7 separate regions of the Mus musculus genome follow, and regions 2, 3, 4, 5, 6 and 7 are each linked to region 1. Evidence: chromatin contacts called from public HiCAR-type, HiChIP or PLAC-seq and promoter capture Hi-C data. All regions are on one chromosome and are shown on one strand. Each heading gives the region's core, a stretch centred on a gene start, on an enhancer-like site or on the middle of the called end of the contact. The rest is flanking DNA. Distances are from core to core; before and after follow the strand shown. Region 1 holds the start of Fam53a (family with sequence similarity 53, member A). Region 2 holds the start of Agbl5 (ATP/GTP binding protein-like 5). Region 3 holds the start of Khk (ketohexokinase). Region 4 holds the start of Slc5a6 (solute carrier family 5 (sodium-dependent vitamin transporter), member 6). Region 5 holds the start of Ucn (urocortin). Region 6 holds the start of Gtf3c2 (general transcription factor IIIC, polypeptide 2, beta). Region 7 holds the start of Ppm1g (protein phosphatase 1G (formerly 2C), magnesium-dependent, gamma isoform).

Region 1 (3,300 bases), core at 486-2,985:
TAACTCCAGTCCTATGGGACCACCACTCTCTTCCCTCCTCCAAGGACACCAAGCATGCACGTGATGAAGACACACAATCAGGCAAAACAGTCACCCACACCCATGAAACAAGTGTTTTAATTTAAAAAGGAAAAAAAAAAAAAGGATTGTTCAGCATCTTCTGTCTCAAGAGTAGCAACTAAAATTCTCTCTTTTACGGTTGCCAAATCCAACCTAGGGGAAGATCTGAAAGGCCATGTGACTTGGTATGGCTCCAGTCCAAGCCACAAGCTCACACACCAGAGGAAAAAGTTCCAGAACCAAGATCTAAGCTCCAGGGACAGCAAGCAGAATCATTTATCAGGCCATGAGAAGGGACCGGGCTTGCTATGCTCACTAAACAAAGAGACGTAAAGAGGAGAACAGGTGCCAGAGGAGTCATCAGAAAGAACGACCAACCACTAACCAAAACAGCAAAGTCCATCTACTCTTCCTAATCAATTTCAATTTCCACCTTGGCGTAATATTCAGAATTTGGAAAAACTATCCTCGGTCCTACCTTGTTCTGAGATGCTGAACTTCCCTTCCAAGACCCACTTTCCTAAGATGACCAAATATGTATTTGAAGCAGCAGCATCAGTGAGCACAAGTCAAATTTCTTAATGTAAAAACTAAAGTACACCTTTCAAGTCAAACTAGTCCATCTTCAAAATTCTCAGAGCTGAAACATCATTATAAACTTAAGTAGTGGGGCTGGAGGGTTAGAATAAGCTTAGATTCATACTTAAAGATATATCTAATGATTAAATACCTTGAAGTGCAAAAAATTAAAGTGATTTTAATTTGGAGTGATAGATCACAGATCTGTAATTAAGACTAATGTACAAAGGCAATAGCATTCGGAGCGGTAAAATACATTGTGAACATCGCACATCCCATCCTCCACACAGGAAGTCTTAAAGGGACTTACACACCCTCAGTCTACGCAGGAAAGTGGCTTCGGAATAGACTTCCAAGTCACCTTCCACAGGTCGTTGGGGAGGATCTGCTCTTGGGATTCCCTTAAGGGACCATCATATCTCGTCAAACTTCCTGCTTCCTGAATACAAAATAACAATCACTGAGTCTCAACAACAGCGGGTTCACGGGCCCACGGACTCAGCATGGCGACAACAGGTCTCAAAGTCGACATGAAAAGTGATTCAACAAGTGGCAGCGCGCCCCAGGCGCAGCGGGCAGGCCTTACCGCCTGGCGTGCAGGAGCGCGCACAACAGAATGCTTGGGGCCTGGCCTAATTGGAGGGGTCCCCGGACTCGCCACGAGTTCGGGGAGCTGGGGCCCAGGGGACTCTAGGGAGCTGGGGCCCAGGGTTCTTTCAGATGCTGGGTCCCCGAGGACCTTAGGATGTCGGGGACACGGGACACGAGGACAGTGCTGGGCCCGGGGCGCGCGGGGACCTTAAGGTGCTGAGACGCCGGCTGGCCCTAGAGGGTGTTCCGCGCGCTGTGCCGATGCACCCGGCTCTCGACGTGCGGCTGCGCGGCGCCGGCCGACGTACGGAGACTCCGGGATCGCAGCGCAAGGACACGGCGTTGCGGTGGCTGGAGCTCTTAGCGATGAGCAGGCGAACGACGGCGCAGAGCACTCTCCGCGAGGCGAGTGAGCACCGAGCTCCGTAGCTGGGGCAGGGCGCCGGCCGCGCAGGCCGCGCTCCGCGCATGGGGACGGTGAGCCTCAGTCACCGCGGAACAAAACCGCAGCCGACGCCCCGCCCCCTCCGGACGCCCTCATTGGTCGCCGCGCCGCTACCACCGCCCCGAGCCGTCAGCCGTCCGCTCGCGCACCCGCCCGCGGAAGCCGCCGCAAGCAATCAACCCTCAGCCGCACCGCTAGGCGGGCGACGTCACTGCCCGGCGTGTTGTGGGTGTGGCCTCGTGACGCCCCGCCCCCGTTTCCTCTCACTTCCCTCCTACGGGTACCGTGCGCCGCTGCTGGCCCCGCCCCCCTGTGCGAGCTGGCCCGCGCCGGGTGTGACGTTAACCTTCGGGTGTCCGCGGGGCATCGAAGGCCGGTAGTGGTACCTATAGGCTCCCGGATTCCAAAGTCCGATGTGACCACCTTCATCTCCCTGCCTTTTTTCTTTTTCTTTCTTTCTTTTATAGCAAAATCTCAGTATGAAGCTCGGACTGTAGACAAGGATGGCTTCGAACTCCTAGAGATCCTTCTGCCTCTGTCTTCCGAGCCCTGGAATTAAAGACAGGCGCCACCAATGCCCAGCTTCTCCTGTCCTTTGCTGGTAATGTGCCTTTGGGCAGGACCCTTCCCTTTGGGAGTCTCATTTCTGGACCTACCGTGTGACTGGAAGGCACTTTTGTGCATTGGGTACCGGTGCTGTGAAGGAAAGCTGCTCTGCAGGTGGGTGTGACTGGGGTGGAGCACTTCTCAGGGTGCTAGAGGCCAGGCGCAGCAAAATGAAACCGCCTGCCGACTTGGCTAGGAATAGGCTGCAATTTCACAAGCCTGTAATCCCTAGACAACCTTGTTCCCAAACAACAAAAAGTAATTTTAAAAAATGTTGCAGGGTTAGGTACAGCTACTTGATGTAGAAAATGGAATAGTTCTCATCTGGAATAAGACCTAAAAAGGAAGACATTAGAAAGCCACTGGGTATTCCTGGGGCACACCAGAAGTCTGGGCCCTGGCCACCACGTTATGGGTCTGGTAAATCCAGTTCTGTACAGGCTCAGAGGCCCAGCCAAGGGAGGCCAAGATCAACTAGAATGAGTGCCCTCACCTGCTGCATCACCTGCGACAGACCTTTCATTTCCTCCTCCAGGTTTCTTGAGGACAGGGGACTTGCGACCTGGATCACAGCAGGCAGGAGCCAGATAAGGACTGAGACATCTGGCAGGCACCTGTGCCTAAGAGGAACTCTGCCCAGAACAGTCCTCAACCACACTCTCCCTGGGCAGATCTGGACCAATGGTGGCCTTCTCAAATCACCACGGTCACCTTGTGTTTCCCAAGCCCTGCAGCTGATTAAGTTACATACGCCACACAGCTCAGCTGTATTTGAGTAATTCCTAAAGGCTTTCAGTGTGTGCCCTTTTAGGGTAATTTTCAGGGAGTTGATGAATTCACATAAAACCAGAAAGTATTTCAAACTCTCCCACAGATCAGATTGCAGAGAATGGCTTGCAAGCCAGCTGTGGGATTTCACCCAATGTCTGATAGTCCCACATAAACCACACTGGTGATGCTGAGGACAGGTGCCAGTATCAGTGTTTATCATGTCCCAAAGGTAACCAGCCAAGGGAAGA
Region 2 (3,300 bases), core at 281-2,780, 2.7 Mb before region 1:
GTTTGTTCCTTTGTTTAAAAAAATGGGTGAGCTTTCTGTGAGCCAATAGAGGGCTGGCCCTGTGAGGAAGAGCAACAAATACGTGAGCCAGATAAGGGGTCAACCCATCACGGCAGAGAAGACACTTGGTTGGCAGTGAAGCCCAGGTGGGGCGGAAACCTTTCCCAGACCTCGACCATAAAAGCGAGGTTATAAGCGACTAGGGCAGGACCTGGGACTGCACCCAGCCAGTGGGCTCGGAGAGTAGGAGTCCGGGCCGCCGCTGCATCCCAGCGTCCAGGGCATAGGGGTCCCTCGCTCCCGTGGCTCGGTCTTCCCTTCTGGCCTGGGTCTCGGTGAATGGACCCCGACACTTCAGCTGACGGAGCGAATGTCTTTCGCATCATCAGAACAACATGCTTTATATACTTTCATCACGCCGAAAACCAAAGGAAACCTGGAGCAGAAGCAGCATTCGTAGTCCCAAACACCGAAACTAATGTCTGCTTAGCGAGAGGAAGGCCGCCCCAGCTTTAGCCTCAATCCGGCTCACGGCGAGCTCCTGCCGCAGGGTGCGAGCCTGCAAGCCCGCCTTTCTTCTGGCCCGGGATCCTTTAGTTTACGCAGAAACACATTAGGGAAAAAAAAAAAATCTTGGTAAGCATTAGAGGGAAAACTGCAGCAGCCCGACGCAGCGGGGCCTTCGATAGCTCAGTTGGTAGAGCGGAGGACTGTAGTCAGTACAATATGGTAATCCTTAGGTCGCTGGTTCGATTCCGGCTCGAAGGACTTCGTGCACTACTTTTAGTTTACCTACACCCTAGGTCAATTGCTCCGTGGGGGAAACGCTTACTTGAGGATAGGCAGTGTATTTTCCTGGCTACGTTGAAAACCCCTTGAGTACATATAGCAGTTAAGTAGTCGAAGTACAACGTACCTTGTTCGCATATTAGGTGTTAAAGCTATAGTGACATGTACTTCAAGAAAAGTCCTTATTGCTTATGTATGTATTACATGGCTCTGTTTCAAAATCTTGCTGAGGGCTCCATCCTACTTTATATTGTGAACTACATTAGAAAACTGAGTCTCAGGAAACCTTGTAAAGGTTACAGGAAGGTACAGCACTACAGCTGGGGGATTAGCTCAAATGGTAGAGCGCTCGCTTAGCATGCGAGAGGTAGCGGGATCGATGCCCGCATCCTCCACTTCCTTTTACACACCATCAGGCTCATGATCTGTTGTGTCCACGTTTCGTTACACAGTAGAGCTAGGAGCACGGTAAACAAAGATCGGCTTCACATGCTATTTTCTTATTCACAGGTAAGTCTTTTCCTGTTTCCTGCTCACTGCTCTGTCTTTCCCGCCTCGGGGAGGCGGGCCGTTAACCGCCTACAGAGAAGACGCCTAGTGAGCCGCACACGGCGGTGGCCCGCGGAAGCCCCCAAACGGCCCCCTCACAGGTACCTGCCAACGTGCACGGAACCCTGCGTGGCGACCAATGGCAGTGCGCTTTACTGGGCGGGTAGCCAGCTGCAGCTGCGGCCAATAGGCAAGAGACTTCTTGTTTCCTGGCAGAGTGGGGTCCCGGCACCGCGGCTCTCTGGTTTTGTGTGGGTCCCGGGTGGAGGGCCCGGGTGCCGGGGCCCGAGGTGCCGCCTCGCTAGCGGGAGAGGGAGCGGGAGCAGCGGCCCGGAGAGAGGTGAGGGGCTTCGCGTGGACTGCGGCCCCGCCGGCAGGCCCCGCCCCCTTCTCAGCCCGCTCTGCCGGAGCCCCCGTCGAATGCCACCCCGCCCCCCGGCCTGCCGCGGCCGGCCCGCCGACCCCGCCTTTGGTTGACTCCCTCTGCTCCTGTGGCCTCACCTCTGACCCCTAGGACCCGCCTTCCTGTCCGCCAGTGTACCTGTCTCGACCCCTCCCACGCTTCCAAACCCCACCCTGCCCTGGACAAGCCAGGCAGCGCGAGGGTCCTCGCGAATCGAGGAGCTGCCTGCTGCTTCCAAGCGGGACTCTACTGGCCCAGCCTTCCTAGGGGTGCTTAGGACGCCCGTTACCCACACCTTCGAGGGTAGCTTTTGCACGGGCTCGTGTCTACAGGGCGGGAGGATGGAAACAGACCCTAATTGGAACTGAGGTTCAGGGCAGGTGAGCAAGTGGCTTTGGCCGGGCATAGGCTACGTTTTCATAATAGGCGTAGTAGAGGAAGGGGGTGGTAGCAACGCTCTTCAAGGTCTCCGAGAAACGAGTATAATTACAGTCGGTGCTTGTGAAGACAAAAGAGGTAAAGAAAGGAAGCTACCATTTACACTTAGAAACTTGGTTCTTCTTGCTCCGGGCTGTCCAGTACAAAGCCAATATAGGAAATTTTAATATGGCCTCTCCCTCATAGAGTCAGTGGCAACCACCCGACCTCGAGTCTCTGCCTCTTAGGTTGTTAAAAAGCTTGAGAATCTAGCGTTTTCCAACTCAACTAAGGAAGCTAGTGAGCATTCGATTGGGGAACGGTGGTGATGTAGTAAAATAGGGTGTTTTTAGGTCGCTCATACTCCTTGGGTGTCCAGGGACAGAGTTGTGCTTTCTCTTGATCTTACTGAAAGGCTACTTCCAGGTTTTCTATGAATAAGAGCGTTTTGCTTCATAGAGTAGAAAAGACATTTCTCATTTATCCAGACATACCAAACACATTGTTTCATTTTCTGCCCTTCCTCCCTATCCCAACTTTGATTTTTTTTCCCCCCAGCTCTCAGGGCCTGTGTGGGGCAAGAGGATGCTTTCCCAGCCCCACCATGGAGCTGCGCTGTGGGGGATTGCTGTTCAGTTCTCGCTTTGATTCAGGGAACCTAGCCCATGTGGAAAAGGTGGAGACTGTGTCTAGTGATGGGGAAGGCGTAGGAGGGGTGGCAACAGCCCCCGCTAGTGGGTCTGCTGCTTCCCCTGACTACGAGTTCAACGTGTGGACCCGGCCTGACTGTGCTGAAACGGAATATGAAAATGGCAACAGGTATGAGGACTGCAGGGGGTGGGAAGGCCGAGTGCTTGGATGCATCCTATAGTCAGGCATTGACTTTGAGCACCAGCACAGTATCTCTTGTAAACCCTCCCCCCTTCCCTCCTTACCAGATAGCCCTTTGCTGTTTGGACTTGATTTGATTCAGCTTTCCCCACATCCTCTCCCTGGCCCTCCCACAGCCAACAGCTGGTCTCTCTTTTGGCTCTCAGGTCATGGTTCTACTTCAGTGTCCGGGGAGGGACTCCAGGAAAGCTTATCAAGATCAACATTATGAACATGAACAAGCAAAGCAAACTGTATTCCCAGGGCATGGC
Region 3 (3,300 bases), core at 557-3,056, 2.7 Mb before region 1:
GCGTATGAGGAGCTCCTGGCTGAGGCTGTGGTCTAGCATCTGCCCAGACTGGAGCCCACTTACGCTTTTCTTGGCATCACATTCCACACCTAACACCCAGAGCAGTGCAAGAGAGCAGATGTTGGGTGAGGGCATGGTGAGAGATGTCCTATTCACTGTGGTCCCTTTCTTCCAACAGGTCCTCAAGGGGAGCAGGGTAAGTCGTTAGACTCTGGAAGGGGCCAGGAGCTTGGGCCTGGAAGACTATAGTCCTCAGGCAGCCTGGGCAGCAGGGATGGGGACTGGAGTTTATTTATGAGCATCCATGCTAACACTATCTCTATTCAGGAGCGGAGGGAGCACCAGCAGCCCCTGTGCCTAGGGTAGCATTTTCAGCTGCCCTGAGTTTGCCACGGTCAGAACCTGGCACAGTCCCCTTCGACAGAGTCTTGCTCAATGATGGAGGCTACTATGACCCAGAGACAGGTAACTAAAAGGCCGACGGGTGGCCTAGTGAGGTAACGGGTGAAGCTGAGCAGTACTAATGCCTCCTTCACACCTCTGCAGACAAGTACAGCTTTTCACTTGTAATTACAAAGACCTCTATTCTTTCCATGCACTCACACCACAGTTAGGCAAAGAGAGAGTGGGGGAGGGGAGGAGACATCCACACCACACGGATCTTTACTGGGACAGACTCCAGCACACACTCTGCAGCAACTGCTGGAGATGCAGCAGGGGATTCCTACAGTGTACAGTTAGTGGAATAGCAGGGAAAGGACGGGTGGGCCACTCCACAGCCAGGAGTGCTGTACCCACTCTCCGAGAGACCTTCCTTGTCCCAGCCAGCGTCTCCCCTCCTGACTGTCATCCTTGTCTCCAGGTGTATTCACTGCACCACTGGCTGGACGCTATTTGCTGAGCGCTGTACTTACTGGGCACCGGCATGAGAAAGTGGAAGCAGTATTGTCACGCTCCAACCTGGGCGTGGCCCGCATAGACTCGGGAGGCTATGAACCCGAGGGACTGGAGAATAAGCCTGTGGCCGAAAGTCAGCCCAGCCCAGGCGCTCTGGGCGTCTTCAGCCTCATTCTGCCACTGCAGGTCGGAGACACTGTCTGCATCGACCTGGTCATGGGGCAGCTGGCACACTCCGAGGAGCCGCTCACCATCTTCAGCGGAGCCCTGCTCTACGAGGACACAGAGCTTGAACAGGTGTAGACAGGGTGGACCCGACCACCAAACTTATCTACAGGGGCCGCAGAGCCACCTGGATGGTGGCTACCCACCAAGGCAAGGGCAAGTCTGGCGACCACGTCCCGCTGCGGTTCAGGCATCCAAATCGGTCACTCCGTACGTTGTGACTGCGTGGTCTATGGGACCGAGGCATCTCCTCTTGACCTTTGGCCTCATTGCCGTCCCCACCAGAGCCCTCTCCGGGACCCAAGCTGCGGAAGAGGAACCTACCCTCCAGGGCTCTCCCCAGTCCACACCACCGTACTAAACTATTCAGGAATAAAGACACTTTTTTTTTTTCTACAAAACATAGCTATTCTGCTCTAGTACATGTTTGGGGGTAGTTAAGGGACAGGACAGGAGGAAACAGAGTTCTACGGAGGGAACCTAGGCTGGTGATCTTTGGGTGTGCTCCCTACTAAGGGCACCTGCGGACTCAGGGTCACGGCCACCGGTCCCCACAGCGGCCGCTAGGGGGCGCTAGGCCAGAACCACTGCGAAGGCTGGCAGCGTTCCCCGTCACGTGACACCGTTAATCTGGCGCGGGGGGGGGGGGCGGGGCCTCGGCCGGGTGGGCCACCTTGGCGGGGCGAGGGAGAGAACGCTTGCTTCTGTGCTCCGCCTGCGAAGGCGAAGTTTCTGTTGCCAGACTGTGCTAGTCCGGGTGGTCCAGGGTCTGCAGCAGGCGCAGAGGGATCGGAAAGGCGATGCATTACTAGTGCGCTTTCGCTTTGACAGCTGAGGCGGAAAAGTGAGAGGGCCTGCCATTGGCCGGGCTAGGTAACCCACCCTTGCAAAGCAGAAAGCTCCCTGCGGGAGGAGTTCTGCACGCAGAGGAGGAGCCAAGGTAGCCAGTGAGAAGTTGGGACACGGTCCTCCAGTAGATAAGAGGCAGAGCCCAGCAGGAACCCCCTCTGCTTGCGGGTAGGAAGCTTGGGGAGCAGCCTCATGGAAGAGAAGCAGATCCTGTGCGTGGGGCTGGTGGTGCTGGACATCATCAATGTGGTGGACAAATACCCAGAGGAAGACACGGATCGCAGGTAGGGGCGCCCAAGCCCCTCGGAGATCCCAGGGCCGCTGTGGTCCTGTCTTTTTGCGTGTCACTGCTAATCGGCTGCTAAACCAGGGATAGCCCTCTGTCTCCATGTGGTGAGGCCTGAGTTCAGCTTGGCGTTCTCTGTCCCGGGTCCCTAAGGGGTACTCTGTGAGAATGAAGACATGAGACTGGAGACCTTTAAAACCAAGACCCAGGGGGTGTGTTGTTTTGTTTTCGGAGTCTTGCTTTGTAGCCCAAGCTGGCCTAAACTCCTTTAGCCTCCAGAATTAACAAGAGTGCAAACGTATGCCTGAATCAAAACCCAGGCTTTCACTAGTGTGTTGTTGGCTGTTTACCATTTCAATCTGCCGATCATCAAAATCCTCAGTTTACAGAGAGGGCTGTAATGATTTTTTTCCCTCCTGAGCCCTCACACACCTGATAAGGTGCCAGACAAATTTTCCTCACCCCAAACCCCCAGGTCTCCCAACTCCTAGCCTATGCACTTCTAATTTACCGCTTACAGCTAAAATAAAACACCAGGTCGCTAGCAGTGAGTGGTATGTGATGTTAAACTACTCACATTTAAAAGCCTGGCCCTGGCGTTTGAGCCTTGCCTAGCTCAAGGACTGGCCGGCAGTGTAAGCAAAGCTGGAGGCTCTCTGGGTCAGACAGGGAGAAACTTGGCTCCTGAGCCACAGCAGGCTTTCTCCTGGAGCTAAGTGCCAAGAGGGGTCTTTACAAAGGTGGGTAAACATCTTAGTGGATGTTCTCAGAACATTCTCAATTGTCTGGTAGAAGTTAAAGTGTCCTTTGATGGCTCTTATCTTTGCTCTTGATAAAGGCCACTCCAATGTGCTGCTGTGCCGTGAAGGCATTCTGTGGGGTGGCGCACCGGCTTTCTCTTGGCGTGGTCTAGCACCCTGAACAATGAATGTTGTATCTTGGATATTAGTTAAAAGGAAGTTCAAGGTTGACCCCTGGCAAGACACTAGCACGCTGACAGCATTGAACTCACAGGGTCGGGGTCGGGGTCGCGGTTGGGGTGG
Region 4 (3,300 bases), core at 366-2,865, 2.6 Mb before region 1:
CTAATCCTGAACTATAAGCCTCACAGGACAAAGAAAAAGTCTGAACTTGGGCCACATGTTCTACCGTCTCTGGGTCAAGGATTCTAAGGGGCTCTGGTTTACCTAAAGGGGCCCCAGGCCTTGATATTTTGCAACACCTTGAGTTTTCTTTCTCTTTGGCAAGCTGTCACTGCTATGGGAAGATGAGGAGGATAGACAAGGAGGGTGACACACACCTTTAATCCTTCTGGAGGCGGACGGAGAGGAATCTCTAGAGTTCAAGGCCTACCTTGTCTACAAAGTGAATACCAGGACAGCCATATCTGTAGAAATACGGTCTTGAAAAAACAAAACAAGCCGGGCATGGTGGCACACGCCTTTAATCCCAGCACTTGGGAGGCAGAGGAAGGCGAATTTCTGAGTTCGAGGCCAGCCTGGTCTACAGAGTGAGTTCCAGGACAGCCAGGGCTACACGGAGAAACCCTGTCTCAAAAACAAAAACAAAACAAAAAATAAAGAAAAAACCCTTCTAGACCAATCCTAGCACACAGGGGGCAGACAGGTGGATCTCTATGAGTTCCAGGCCAACCAAAGCTACACGGTCTCAAAATAAAACACCAAGTGGTCGGGTAGTACCGATTTGGTTCCTCTGCTTCTAGAGTTTCCTGATTAATTATCTGCGTTGAGAAACCACGAAGCCTCTGGGATAGAGGAAGAAGAGGTAAGCAGACAGGAAAACGCCAAGCCAGCAGTAACACAACTTTCATACGATCCAATTCTAGGAAAAGAACAGTGGCTTTCTACAAACTCCACTGATTCACAACAGTGGACATGTCTTTTAAAAAGGTCTCACATTGCATGGGACTTATCTGCAATGAAAGGTATTGAGGTTTGTGGGTTCATTTCTTTCAGTACTGGGGACAAGACTTAACTAGGAATGCCAGAGCTAAGTCCTCACCCTCTTCCCCCTTTGAAATATAAGGGAACACCTGCAGGGCCAACTGTCACCAATATCTAGGGCTTAATATTCCTCAAGATCTGAATGGCCTTTCTCATTAAAACAAGATATCCCACCAGCTAAATGTATTGATAAATGCAAATTCAGGATTTCCAGGCAGATACCTGGAGCCTGTGGAATGGAAGCATTGGCAGGCTAATTGAGATGAGCTCTAATTGTCTCTAGTTACCTTTTGAGGAGTCGTCACCCAGAGCAATAGCTGTCCCCTTAGGTGTGATGGGTCTCTCCCAGCGCCCTTCCAGTCAGACCTGCTGCTGTTCTGCTTGCCTTGCGTCGGTGGTTCGGCCAGGGCTACCAAAGTTCCTACGTTCTTTCCGAAACCAGCATTGGTTTTTCCCCCTTGGCAAGGCAAAGAACATGAGTTAAGGAAGCGTCTTTCCCGCTTCGCGTCCTTGCCCGGGCTGCAGAACACTACGCAACATTAAGGTGAAGGGTTCCCAGGCTCGTGTTCTCTTGCCAGCGTTTGCCCTTCGCCCTCCGATCTTCACTCCTCCATCACCCTTACCCTCTCTCGGCTCAGCTTTCCCCTTCTCTCCGCACGTGGCGAACCCACGACTTTGCACTAGTATTTAAGACCTTCCCCAAAGCCCACACCGAGAGGCTCACCCCGCCCCGCCCCTTCCAGTCCCGCCTCCAGGCGACTGAACTCAGTCTCTCCGGCCCTGCCCAATCCCCGCCTCGCCCGGCCCATCCTACACCCGCCCTGCCCACCTTTGAGATCTCCACATGAGGGCAGCTGGCCCGCAGGCCAGCCCGGCCCGGCTCGGCTCGGCTCGCACCTCCTGACTTGGTGACAGCGGGACAGCAGGACCCCGCCCCCTACCCCCGCCCTCCCGGGTCCCAGCGCCGCCATGTTTACTAAGGGCGGATGGAGCTGCCCGGGCGTCCGCACCGGGCTGAGGGTCATGCAGTAGCTCAAGGCAACTAAGCGCTAACTGGACAGGCCTGCGCTCCAGGAAGAATGGAGAGATGGTGGGTCTGTCCACCGCGAGCAAGCGCAGGACAGGAGCTCAGAATTCCGCGAGCAGCCCGAACCTGCGGGCAAATTACGCCTCGGGCTCCACGGCTCGTGCCCCGGGCGGACCAGGCCACGCCCCAGAGTGACAGGATTTGGAAGCTAAGCCTCGCCTCAAGGCTGGCGCGTGACACGCTGGGGGCGGAGCCTCGCGCTCGGTTCTCGCGAGCTGTCAAGACGGTGGAAAGCAGTGGGAAATGGCGTCTCGGGAGTCAGGCGGCTCTCGGGCGGCCGCCCTGCTCCTGGTTCTGGGCGTGGAGAGGGCCCTGGCTCTACCTGAGGTACAGAAGAAAGTTTGAGATCTGGCTGAAGAAGGTTGCTGGCCGTCAGCCCGGAATCCAGCTCGCCCGCCGGTGTCTGTCCCTTTGGCCAGTCGGAAGCTCAGATTTTTGTCCCTGAAGCTTCCCCGGGCCCTGTGCCTGCGGGGATGGTGTTGTCCAGTACTCACGTAGTGCAGGCCACTAGCACCTTCGCCCTGCCCACATTCAGAGTCCTTTGAAATTTGATCTCCTTGCTTTTGAATAATTTTAAATAGTGCTTCCCAGACGAGTCCCAGGGTTCTTCTGCCAGCTCTCCTTGCACGAATGCTGTGCGTGGTGCAATGGCACGACTATCTATCTATCTATCTATCTATCTATCTATCTATCTATCTATCTATCTATCTATCTATCTATCTATCTAAATATATAGTGATGCTTGAGTACGCTGTGTACCTGCAGCCCTTTAACACTTGCCAAACCATGCCTGTCAGGTGGAGAAGTCTCTGGAGAGGACACAGTATAGTCAAGTAATAATGCACAAACACGAGGATCTTCTCTCGTACAGTGCGCTGATTTGGTGCGGGGGTTTTAAGGGAAAAAAATGGGTTCTGTTTACAAAAGGCACTTTTCCGCTTTGCATTATGGGAATTCTGGAAAGGCTACTGACTTGTTCTTTTTTTTTTTTTTCTTTCTGGAGTCTTAATCAGGTTTCTTTCTCTTCTGCAGATATGCACCCTGTGTCCGGGAGGTATGCACAATTTGTCCAGAGTGGCTGCTTACTGTGAGGATACATCGAAGCTAATGCAGGCCCGATGCTGCCTGAATCAGAAGGGCACCATCTTGGGGTGAGGGAGGAGAAGACATCCTTGAATATTCTTTTGAACTTTTTAGAGTTCCCAGACTGGAGTCTACAGACTTGCCTAGCAGGCTCTGGGGATAAATATTAGTACCTAAGTGGAGACATTTAATGCTCGATTCTAAACATTTGAATTTGATGATTTTTCGATAAGTAAATGATCTTTTGATTT
Region 5 (3,300 bases), core at 342-2,841, 2.5 Mb before region 1:
TCAAAGCGCACCGCCTAGCGCTCTGAAAAGTGCACGTTTCCCCACGGCTTTGGGGGAGCCTGCAAGGTACCGTGTAATAGAACCCCCGCTGCCTGGGAGAGCGAGCTGTCGGGAGTGCCTTGTTCGTTTGGAGCACCCGCTCACCGGGCGGTTAATTCCCCCCCCCCCCCCAGGCTCAGGCCTGCACTGACCCGACTCTGATCCAGAGCGCACACCCGAAGCGGGAGCCAAGGGATGCTGAGGATCTGCGCAGAGACCACCGCGCCACCAAGCTCGGCTTCCCGCCCCCGGGAAGGTTCTCAATAAAGGACTCAAGTGTCCCACGTCCTCGGCTCCTTTTGCTGTCCACTCCTAGGCTCAGCTATAGAAGCAACCTCGCCATCGCTCTACCCTTTCTCAACCCCAGACCATCTGAAGGGGCGGAGGCGAAATAGTCCCTCGTGGCCATTCCCTTTACACTAGAGGTTGCCTCCTAAGCCGGAGACCCTGAAAGGGTATCAGACCTCCGAGTTCCGGGATCTGGCGGGTTGGGGGAAGGGCTCCCAGGAATTTAATAGGCTTCCTCTCCCATCTCATTTAGCATGCTTGTCTCTCCTACCGGCCTGGAGAGCTCCACTTTCCCAAAAGTTCTTACCCTAACTGTAGTTGCCGGTGCCCTCTCACCACTATGACAGAAGATAGAGGCTAAGCTCTTGGGCAGTTTTATTAAAAAATAACCACTCAGAGTATTCAGGGTGACTCTGGGCGGCGCTGCACCGCGGGACTGAGACAGCTCCGGTTGTGCGCGTTCCAGCCCCGGGGTAGGTAAGGGAAAGGGTCAAGGCTTTCGTGACCCCATACGGGGCCGATCACTTGCCCACCGAATCGAATATGATGCGGTTCTGCTCTGCGCGCTCGCGCTGGCTCTGTGTCCGAGCTAGCTCCAGCAGGGTCCGCAGCAGGTGGAAGGTGAGGTCGATGGACAGTGGAGGGTCGTCCCGTCGCTGCCGCTCGCCCGCAGGCTCAGATCCTGCGCGGCGCGGGAAGCGCTCCGCTAACAGCAAGAGGAGCGCGCGGACGCCGCCGCCCTGATTCCGCACTCCAGGGCTCCATCGCAGATTCGGATCCTGGACCCCAGTTGCCGCCGCAGCCGCTGGGCTCCACTGGCTGCTCTCCGGGCGAAGCTGTGCCAAGAGCAGCAACGCCACCAGGAGCGTAGCGCGTCCCCTCTGTATCATGGTGCCGCCTGCCCTGGACACACAGGGGCAGCATAGGGTGAGGTGCACTTGGAGCAGCCGCAGGTAACACGAGCCCCTTGGCGCGCACGCCCAGTGCCCCTGCCGAGACCCTCCAGCTGTTGCCTGGTGTCCACATCCTGCCCACCAGCCCTAGGCGCTGTGCCAGTCCAGTTCCACCCCTCTCTCCCTCCTTCCCTCCCGGCAGGTCACAGTGGGTGGGCTGAGTGCAGAGTCTTGGTGGTAAGGGAGTCTGGATCGTTGCTTCAAGCCACTCACAGGTTATCGGAGTGTCTGCCCAGTGCAAGATGGAGCTCCACTCTGTCCCCGGGGACGGGCTGAAGACGCCTTGGGGAGCACGGGGTCTGTCCCGGGACCGCCGCCAGCCTTATATAGCACCAGGACAGCTCCGACTGACGTCAGCGAAGAACATGAACTGATTGTAGAAACAATGACACCGGCAGCTTTGAGTCCAGCAGCTTCGAGCCCCCAGAGGGGTGCGTATCCTGACTTTGTGTCCCTGGAGCTATCTTTGGAAGCACCCTGGCTGTAGAGGGAGAAGCTGGCAGAGCCATAAAGATAGATCTTCCGGATGCAGAGTCCTTCCCCGACACAGAACCACCAATGTCTCCAGAGCAGGAATAGTCAGGGGTTGTTTCTCTTCTCAAGTAGAGAGGGAGGACTGTGGAGCTGTCCGTGGTTCCGAACTTCTTCACAGCCACAATCTGGACAGAAGTTCTGGGGAGAAGCCTGGGCTGCTTAGACACGGTCCCTAGGCCGGCTACTGGGTCCTCAAATTGAGATCAGAAATGCTCTGCTGGCAGGGGCTCAGACAACACAGTCCCACCCAAAGGCTCTCCAATACAGTGGGTCTGACCCATTCTACTGACCATTGTACAGCAGTACAAACTAAAATCTACAGGTGTCAGAATGGCATAAAAGGGTGTTTGGCTTTCAGAACTTAACGTACCTCCTGAGTTTGGCAAAGTCAGCTTTTTCCTAGGAAACACAGAAACAGTACTATTATACCTTTTTACCTTCTAGGTCAGGAGCTGGGGTGGTGCTGGTGCACTCCTTTAATCATAGCACCCAGGAGACAGAGGCAGGCAGATCTCTGAGTTTGAGGCCAGACTGGTCTACTGAGCTGGTTCCAAGACTACACAAAGAAACCCAGTTTTGAACACACACACACACACACACACACACACACACACACACACACACACACACAAACACACACACGAAAACGAAGAAATCACTAGGTAGAAGTGAGAAAACTTTGGCCCAAGTTCCTCCTCTGCCACCAGCTTGTGTAGTCAGGTCCCTCACTTCTGAAACCATTGGCGTCTGTCTTTGTAAATGAACAGCCTCTGCTTCTTTCCAGTTACAGACAGGTCTGTGCTCTTCTGAAGGGTCTTATTCATAGCCACTGCAGATCCCAGATAATAATGTATCTATTTCTGTGCCTATAAAGTCCCTGACAGGGTCTCGAAAGGCACTAGGACCTAGAAAAGTTAAGCGTGATAGCCACTCTAGTCTAGGGATGTTGCTTAGTTGTTAGAGCACGTGACTAGCATCCACAATGCTGAGTTCAAGTCTCAACTCTAGACAGGAAGTTGTATCTATACAGAGTGGGGACGTGTGCTAGCTATTGGGACATAGGTGTAAAGTTGGCAAGGTCATATTATTCTACAAATATCTGTGAGGAATATACTATGTGGTGGGAATGTAGACAGTCATGCTGCATAGCAACCTTTTAGTCAGTGATGGCAACACACAATGGTGGCTTCAGATAATCATAGCGGAGCTGAAATATCCCTACCACATAGCAGCATTAGTTCTTATGTCTCAGTTTGGTGCATTATTCATGAATCTGCAATAATGCTGGTGGAAACAGACCAAGCTGGCAGTAATATGGAAGTATATCTTGTGCAATTATGTACAGCGTATACATCTTAATGACAGTGTTCTACATATGAAAAAGCTCTCTGTAAAACAGTATACCATGTCAGACTGGCAGCAGAAAAATACACCACATGCTTGTGCACGAAGAGGCCATGTTGAGCAACTGATTGTTACCATCTGC
Region 6 (3,300 bases), core at 329-2,828, 2.4 Mb before region 1:
AACATACAAAAAAAAAATCCTTTTAAAAATTCACTTCTGAGGGAGGGTGTGGGGGACTTTTGGGATAGCATTGGAAATGTAATTGAGGAAAATACGTAATAAAAAAAATACAAAAAAAAAAAAGAAAAAATTCACTTCTAGTAAAAGGCAGTGGCAGTGAATGGTAGAATTCCTATTTAGGATCTGACAATACAAATTTTAAACAGTAAAGGAAGAAATGTTCAGTAAATTCTAACTAGGATTTTTATATCCCATACTGTCTGATTTCCTTGCTGCTTCAGGTTGCTAACCTGACTACTTTGGCAAAAGAAAAACAATTAGATAATACTTCATCTTAAACACGGACTCACTTCACATACACTGTTTAATACACTGGTTCCCAAAGTATTCCTATCATGCAACTGGTGATTTATCAGATAATTTTACTGGTCCAAAAACAAACATATTATTTGTACAAAAACCTGCAACTCACGTTTTCAGTTGATACTGCTAGAAACTAAAGAGTGTAAATCTGAATAGAACAACTTAAAACTATTAGGAAAAATGGCACTGCAGTTGATAGCGGTAAGCGGTAAAAGGTAACGTAAGCAAAGGTTAATTTGAATTTATGTAACAATCAATGTACCTCCAAGGGCAAAAAGACCTGGTTATGTCCTAAACCTGCCCAGAAAAGTGAATTACCTCCTGTGGGGGTGAAGTCGCCATCTCTGTCTTGTCCAAAAGACGGCAAACTTGCCGCGGGATAAAAGGACCAGTATAAGGAAACATAACTGGCCCTTGGCTGCGCCAATGGGGTTGCAGCGCGCGGGGCACAACCCCCGGGGTTAGAGCCACTTGGAGGAAAAGGCTGAGACACAGTAAGAGGGAATGAGCACAAGAGGACTGACTGCAATCAGACAGAGACACCACCACCTGCCATTCCCCAATCCTGGCCGTGGGGGCAGCTTTCGAGCCCCAGGCGAGCCCTGATTTCCCTAAGCCTTAAGATAACTGCAGGTTCACCCAAGTCCGAAGGCCCAACGTAACGAGTTCAACGTAAGCAGTGCAGAAACCTGAGTCCAGTTTACCGCGCTACATACACCGAATTGGGGAAGAAGGTAAGACCGGCTGGCAGAGATGGGGGATGCTCAGTGGCCCCAGTGGGGACGGAGGAGAGAGCTCGACGGTTCTCGGGAGAAGCGCAAAGGCTAGGAGGCGCGCTGTCTTGCGCGGGAGTAAGACGGGAATCGGGAATCGGTTCCCATTGCCTTAGCGCTACGGCAAAAGAATGGGAGGAGTAATTTTGGGTCCCCCGCACACCCCGTTGCGGTACACTCACCCGCGCCAAAGTCCTTCCGGAAGTCCAAGTTCGAAGATGGCGCCGCCTGTCGGGTCGCGGTTTTATGACGAAATCTTGATCGGCTCTTCCTTGCCCCGCCCCCGAGACAAGGTAAACGCAAGCTTGGTCTGGAACGCGTTTCCTGCCGAGCTTTCTTTTAAACTCTGTGTTCCATAATGCAGCGCGGCGCGGCACTGAGCCCTCCGACGCCCGCGAGCTGGAGCGTGGCTTCCGCGGCCCTAGGACACTGCAGGGCCTTCTGGGAATTTCAGCGACCGGAAGGGGAGGTCGGCGCCTGCGCGGCACCGCAGCTCCACCAGCAGCCTTGTGGAAAAGCATTGAAGAGGAAAGTGTCGCGCTTCTGCTGTCGCCGAGCGTTCCGACCTGCCTTTCCACCCAGGTTGCTGGCTTTGTGGAGAAAAGAGCCTGACCACACCTGATTCTTAACTACAGTCCCGAGCTTCGACGGACTAGGAGACAATCCCTCGCCCCCAGAGATCTCCTGATTTTCTGCTGCCAGTGAATGAGCCAAGACAGGAAGAAAATAAAGAGGAGGGCTTGGAAAGAGGCCAAGGGAAGAAAAGAGCGGGGGGAGCCTAGCCTGGGTGGGTAGGCTGCGCTTTTAAAGAGAGCATCAACCCAGGCCTCACGCCACTCCCTCACTGGGAAGTGGCCTCCGAGCAACAAGGTTTTCAGCCTTTTAAAACCATGTAGCTTTCACAGATCTGCCTTTACCCAGGAGGAGGGCGAATTAAAATGAACCGGAAGAGGTGAAATATGGCAGCTTTCCCCTTTCTAAATAGTCTTGTTCAATTATTCCCTTGGTTAAATCTTTACAAAGAGTAATGGTGCACGCTTATAATCCCAGCACTCCGGAGATGGAGTCAGGAGGATTAGCAGTTCAACGTGATCCATGACTACTTGGAAATTGGAAATCAGCCTGTACTATATTAGACCATGTCTCAGAAAAATGAGAAAGGGAGAAAACAATGGGGCACGTCAACTCCCAGACTAGGTACTCAAGGCTGAAGCAGGAAGATCTCTTGAGCTCAGGAATTCAGGTTCTACCAGGGTAATCCTGTATCCTACCAATTAAAAAAGGAAAAAGGGATTTAGCCAAAATCTGAAAGGAAAGAAAGAGAACACCCAGTTCTCCGACATCCTCTTATGCTCAAATGACAGCATTTTGAATGGCTGTCTTCCTCTTTTAGATAATAGCTCCTAAACATTTTATAGGGAGTAACAGATTTAGTGCTTTGATGAACAACATCTCTTAAAATCCTGCCTCTGGTTAAGTTCTCTTTGGTTTTATCACACAAAAAAATTTTTTTAAAATAACTTTGATTTTGGAAAAAGATTCTCAAAGTTTAAGATACAACAAGTGAAAGCTCTTTTCTTTCTTTTTTAAGATTTATTATTATATCTAAGTACACTGTAGCTGACTTCAGACTCACCAGAATCATTACGGATGGTTGTGAGCCACCACGTGGTTGCTGGGAATTGATCTCAGGACCTTCAGAAGAGCAGTCAGTGCTCTTAAATGCTGAGCCATCTCTCCAGCCTGAAGGCTCTTTTTTAAGCTTAACTAACCCTGCACGCAGTTGATCTGTTTCTCATTGTTGGTCCAGCGTATGTATTTATACTGAAATTCCCTTTTATGGAATACCATAGTTGGTCTGGAGCGCATCACGGCTCCGCATCAGCCTAAGTGCTCTCATTACAAGCACAAACCTCCATGTCTATCAATTCTTGTGTGCGTGTGAGAGAGAAACTATGCTCACATTCATGTGGGTGCTTTTCGAGGCCAGAAGAGGATGTTAGGTCACTTGGTGCTGGAAGCCATCTAACATGGGTCCTGGGAAACTGGTCCTCTAAAAGAGAAGCACACACCCTTAACCACTGAGATCTCTCTTCCACCCCTGTCTGACTGGGGTTTTTTTTGTTGTTGTTTTTGTTTTCTTTTTCTTTCTTTCTTTTTTTTT
Region 7 (3,300 bases), core at 273-2,772, 2.4 Mb before region 1:
ATCAAGGTACAAGTACCCTAATCTTTCTAGGCCTCAATTTCCAAGCCATTAAATGTGGGCACTGAGCCAAATGAATAGGACCCTCTCCTTGCTGAAATTATTTATCTAGATTCTGCTGGATCTAGATAATGCTAGAGCCATAATCAAAAGCTGGTGAAAATAGCTTTTGAGTCTGAGAACAAACCATTTAGGTTCACACTGTCATTCCAGAGCTAACCACAGGGAGGAGCGAGGGAATTTGAGAGAAAAAAAAAAAAAAAAAAAAAAAAAAAACACCAAGGGAAACTATTTGGCTGTTACCTGTAGCCCACCTACTAACTGGATAAACCCTCGATTCCAGACATAATTAGAACTTTTCACTAGTCCCTTAGACTTCACACAAAATTGCTCAAAGACACCTATTCCCTGTTCATTGTAGTTTCACATCCATTTGCTCAACACTGTCAATCCAAATGATTGCTTTCCCTTTCATCCAAAGTGGACTTTTCTTTTCTTTTTAAAAGTTATTCGTAGATGGTGACAAAAAAGGATTGATGACAAGACTGAAAATCGAGTATACTAAATTATATGCAGAGGAAAATGACAACTCAGTAAGTTTTAAAGAAATCGAGTAAGAAAAAAAATTACAAGCATATTTCAAAAAATAAAAAATAAAAGCAAGCCTAGTGACAGACACGATTCCTTTCCTAAAGATCATAAAAGATTTCGAAAAGAATACGAACGAGTGACAATTCTCGAAGGTCAAGCGGGGCTTCTGAAATTAACATGAGGTGTCTAAGGCTAAAAGCAACTGAGGGTTAAGAATGGAAAGCACATTATTACCCGGGCTCCTTTTCGCCATCAAGTTTGTAGCCCCAAGAGGCCTGCCACATTACATATTTCAAGAATAAAAACGAACCAGTCATTCACATCTATTCGACCAATAAGCGAACAAATAACGAGTCTTCCCTCTTCCCTCTGACAACCCCATGCCGCTGGAAAAGCTGGAGGGCTGGGCTGGCACCAGAGGATGGCGCGAAGGTACGGAGAGACGGCGGCCAGTAGGCGGAAGGTGCCTCTTCTCACATGGCAGGGCTCCCGCAGCCACTAGCCATCAGGCCGCGGTCCCCAAGCTCTAGCCGCTCCCTCTCCGCCCGGATCCCGCGCTCGCCGCCGCCTCCCGCACCGTGGCTGCAGGCTCTCGTCAGGGACCCCTGCTTGAGGAGAACCCCATCCCCCTCGCTCCCTTTCTCTGTCAGGTTCCTGCCATGCAGTGGCCAGCCGCTGGGGCCCTGTCTCACCTCCATGGAGACGCGCCAGCCTTGCATGGCGGAGAAGCCGTAGGGCAGCGGGAGCCGCGGGGCGCCAACCCCGTCCCCGGAGCACTTCACCGTGTTGGGCTGAGAGAGGTAGGCACCCATGGCGGCGGATGGCTGGCTACCTGAGGAACAGGTAAGCGGGACGCGACCCTTGCCGGCGCCGGAGCCGGGGCCCCTGGGGGCGCGCGTGGCAAGGAGCGGGCCCGGCTGCGCAGTCGACGCAAGGTGCCGGCGAAAGGCGCGAGGCCGGCTAGGAGGCGGTAACGGGACAGGAGCGGGGAGAGGGCGGAAGCGGAAACCGCGCTGCTCCAGGCCCCGCCCTACTGGCGCGGTGAGCCGCTGCGGGCGGTCATTTCCTTAGCAACTCGCCCCGCCCTCGGGGACAACGGCCCGCCCAACCGCCGCTCCCGCGAGACTGGTTGCCACGCCCACCAACGGCTGGGGCTGGAGGGAGCCATGGCGATGTGCGGCCATCTCCACGCTGACCGTGCTTTAGCACGGGGCTCTGGTCTCAGCAGTTTTTGCCTGAAGTCTCTATTGTGTGGGACCTGGGGCTTCCAGTTGCGTTCTGCGGTTTTGTCAGCCCTGTCCCTCCCTCTCTCCCTCCACGCCCTCAGATTCCGACAAACCCCGCCGGATTCGGTTCAATTAAAGTTGACTAGCGTTTGTACTGCGCTTCCGCGGTCTTTGGCCAGGCTCTGTGAGGCCTGTACTGACAAAGGAAAACGGAGACCTAGGTCTGTGGAAAAATTCGAATTAATACAGGGTAGAAACTGTTTGGTGCAGTGCTGGGTGAGGCGAGAGCAAAGAGGCGGGAACGAGCTGCTTATCGCCAATGTAGATTTAAGACCCTCGGAGAAGGTGCCTGAGGGTGGCGTTTAGCCACGGGAGAAGGGAATACGGATACAAGGCTGGAGGACTGAGGAAAGTGTAAACTACATTGGGCTGGCTTATTGAGGAAGCTGGCTGGCCTCTTTGTGGAGAGCGATTCTAAGTAGGAACAGATCTAGCGATGGATGGATGGCCTAGCATCAAGATGGGTAATGTGGTCGTCATTGTGGTGGTGCCTGTTTTGCGTTTGTTAGTCTAATTCTGTGTGCACTGGACACCAGAGGAAGAGTCTGGCGGGTACTGTAACTGGTTAGAATGCTCTTAATCTGAACGTGATGAACTAAGGACTGGGGTGCTGGCCACGGGTAGTTAGGGTTGGAGGGACAATCCAGCAGGTTCTTTTCATTATATGGATTATATATAACGGAAAGGAGTAATTTCCTGAAAGTAAAAGAAAATCAACTCATTGGAAAGAACTGGGGACTAGAGAGCTGGCTCAGAGGTTAAGAACACTGGTAGCTCTTCCACATTAGCGGGGTTCAATTCCAGCACCAACATGGCTGTCTATAACTCTGGTTCCAAGGAACCAGACGCCCTCTTCTGGCACTAGGCGTCCAAGTGGTGCACAGACATAATACATGCAGGCAAAACACACATGCATAAATTTTAAATAAATAACAAAAAACTAAGCCCAGCATTATAGCTCATTGCCAGTAATTCCAGCACTTAAGAGGCTGAGGCAAGATCACAAATCCCAGGTTTCAGGACAACTTGGGCTATAGAATTAGACCCTCAACTCATAAGCAAATCCCAGAATTACAGTTCTTCTGTCCAATATTTTTTAAAGATTTATTTTTATATGTATTTTGTATGTATACTTTATATGAGTACACTGTCGCAGTCTTCAGACACACCAGAAAAGGGCATCCGATCTCTTTACAGATGGTTGTGAGCCTCCATGTGGTTGCTGGGTATTGAACTCAGAACCTCTGGAAGAGCAGTTAGTGCTCTTAACTGCTGAGCCATCTCCAGCTCAAATTTCTTAATTATCAGAAATCACTAAAATTGGTCCTCTCCACAACCTTCTGTATTTCCGTAATAACTCAGTTCATCAGTCAGCCTTCTTGTGCCCCCCAAGGCTTGCTTTCACCCACCAAATACAACTCTCCAC

The links. Promoter capture Hi-C pulls out the DNA fragments that hold promoters and counts their contacts. HiCAR-type assays count read pairs that join an accessible place to other places. HiChIP or PLAC-seq counts read pairs in DNA pulled down with a chosen protein or histone mark. Capture Hi-C pulls out chosen DNA fragments and counts their contacts.
Region 2: a contact with region 1 is called in a promoter capture Hi-C map of adipose tissue, with 4 times the contacts expected there. The contact joins the promoter of Agbl5 here to the promoter of Fam53a in region 1. A contact is called at or near these places in 2 of 39 promoter capture datasets (erythroid cells and pre-B cells) and 3 of 9 other capture datasets (adipose tissue, liver and pancreatic islet).
Region 3: a contact with region 1 is called in a promoter capture Hi-C map of adipose tissue, with 4 times the contacts expected there. The contact joins the promoter of Khk here to the promoter of Fam53a in region 1.
Region 4: a contact with region 1 is called in an H3K27ac HiChIP or PLAC-seq map of embryonic stem cells, with 6 times the contacts expected there. The contact joins the promoter of Slc5a6 here to the promoter of Fam53a in region 1. A contact is called at or near these places in 7 of 39 promoter capture datasets (the C10 cell line, embryonic stem cells, hematopoietic stem and progenitor cells and 3 more), 3 of 115 datasets of contacts at active chromatin or transcription factors (astrocytes, embryonic stem cells and large pre-B cells) and 2 of 9 other capture datasets (adipose tissue and liver).
Region 5: a contact with region 1 is called in a promoter capture Hi-C map of liver, with 5 times the contacts expected there. The contact joins the promoter of Ucn here to the promoter of Fam53a in region 1. A contact is called at or near these places in 1 of 39 promoter capture datasets (liver) and 1 of 115 datasets of contacts at active chromatin or transcription factors (astrocytes).
Region 6: an H3K4me3 HiChIP or PLAC-seq map of pro-B cells shows a contact between it and region 1, with 8 times the contacts expected there. The contact joins the promoter of Gtf3c2 here to the promoter of Fam53a in region 1. A contact is called at or near these places in 2 of 39 promoter capture datasets (hippocampal neurons and pre-B cells) and 2 of 115 datasets of contacts at active chromatin or transcription factors (astrocytes and pro-B cells).
Region 7: a contact with region 1 is called in a HiCAR-type map of astrocytes, with 4 times the contacts expected there. The contact joins the promoter of Ppm1g here to the promoter of Fam53a in region 1. A contact is called at or near these places in 1 of 39 promoter capture datasets (cranial neural crest) and 1 of 115 datasets of contacts at active chromatin or transcription factors (astrocytes).

The regions. Positions count from the first base shown.
Region 1 is chr5:33,627,900-33,631,199 of GRCm38.p6, forward strand. It overlaps Fam53a (family with sequence similarity 53, member A), which reads right to left and starts at 1,736. Exons shown (of 6, transcript NM_178390.3): 1 at 1,438-1,736; 2 at 954-1,078. It also overlaps Gm9903.
Region 2 is chr5:30,887,404-30,890,703 of GRCm38.p6, forward strand. It overlaps Agbl5 (ATP/GTP binding protein-like 5), which reads left to right and starts at 1,531. Exons shown (of 16, transcript NM_001374737.1): 1 at 1,531-2,121; 2 at 2,717-2,977; 3 at 3,196-3,300. The coding sequence starts at 2,763. Gm35795 (a long non-coding RNA gene) reads right to left here and starts at 1,552. Exons shown (of 2, transcript XR_376844.2): 1 at 1,444-1,552; 2 at 1-591. n-TYgta9 (a tRNA gene) reads left to right here and starts at 680; the gene lies at 680-768. It overlaps n-TAagc15 (a tRNA gene), which reads left to right and starts at 1,112; the gene lies at 1,112-1,184.
Region 3 is chr5:30,919,753-30,923,052 of GRCm38.p6, forward strand. It overlaps Khk (ketohexokinase), which reads left to right and starts at 1,807. Exons shown (of 9, transcript NM_001310524.1): 1 at 1,807-2,255. The coding sequence starts at 2,164. It overlaps Emilin1 (elastin microfibril interfacer 1), which reads left to right. Exons shown (of 8, transcript NM_133918.2): 6 at 179-196; 7 at 328-465; 8 at 863-1,523. The coding sequence ends at 1,200.
Region 4 is chr5:31,046,464-31,049,763 of GRCm38.p6, forward strand. Slc5a6 (solute carrier family 5 (sodium-dependent vitamin transporter), member 6) reads right to left here and starts at 1,616. Exons shown (of 18, transcript NM_001360022.1): 1 at 1,503-1,616; 2 at 1,167-1,336. It overlaps Atraid (all-trans retinoic acid induced differentiation factor), which reads left to right and starts at 2,177. Exons shown (of 7, transcript NM_027855.4): 1 at 2,177-2,293; 2 at 2,999-3,117. The coding sequence starts at 2,210.
Region 5 is chr5:31,137,304-31,140,603 of GRCm38.p6, forward strand. Ucn (urocortin) reads right to left here and starts at 1,592. Exons shown (of 2, transcript NM_021290.2): 1 at 1,494-1,592; 2 at 686-1,230. The coding sequence starts at 1,217. The coding sequence ends at 849. It overlaps Trim54 (tripartite motif-containing 54), which reads left to right. Exons shown (of 9, transcript NM_021447.2): 9 at 174-323. The coding sequence ends at 190. It overlaps Gm15469 (a long non-coding RNA gene), which reads right to left and starts at 134. Exons shown (of 2, transcript XR_003955738.1): 1 at 1-134.
Region 6 is chr5:31,178,566-31,181,865 of GRCm38.p6, forward strand. It overlaps Gtf3c2 (general transcription factor IIIC, polypeptide 2, beta), which reads right to left and starts at 1,579. Exons shown (of 19, transcript NM_027901.2): 1 at 1,319-1,579.
Region 7 is chr5:31,219,023-31,222,322 of GRCm38.p6, forward strand. It overlaps Ppm1g (protein phosphatase 1G (formerly 2C), magnesium-dependent, gamma isoform), which reads right to left and starts at 1,523. Exons shown (of 10, transcript NM_008014.3): 1 at 1,281-1,523. The coding sequence starts at 1,400.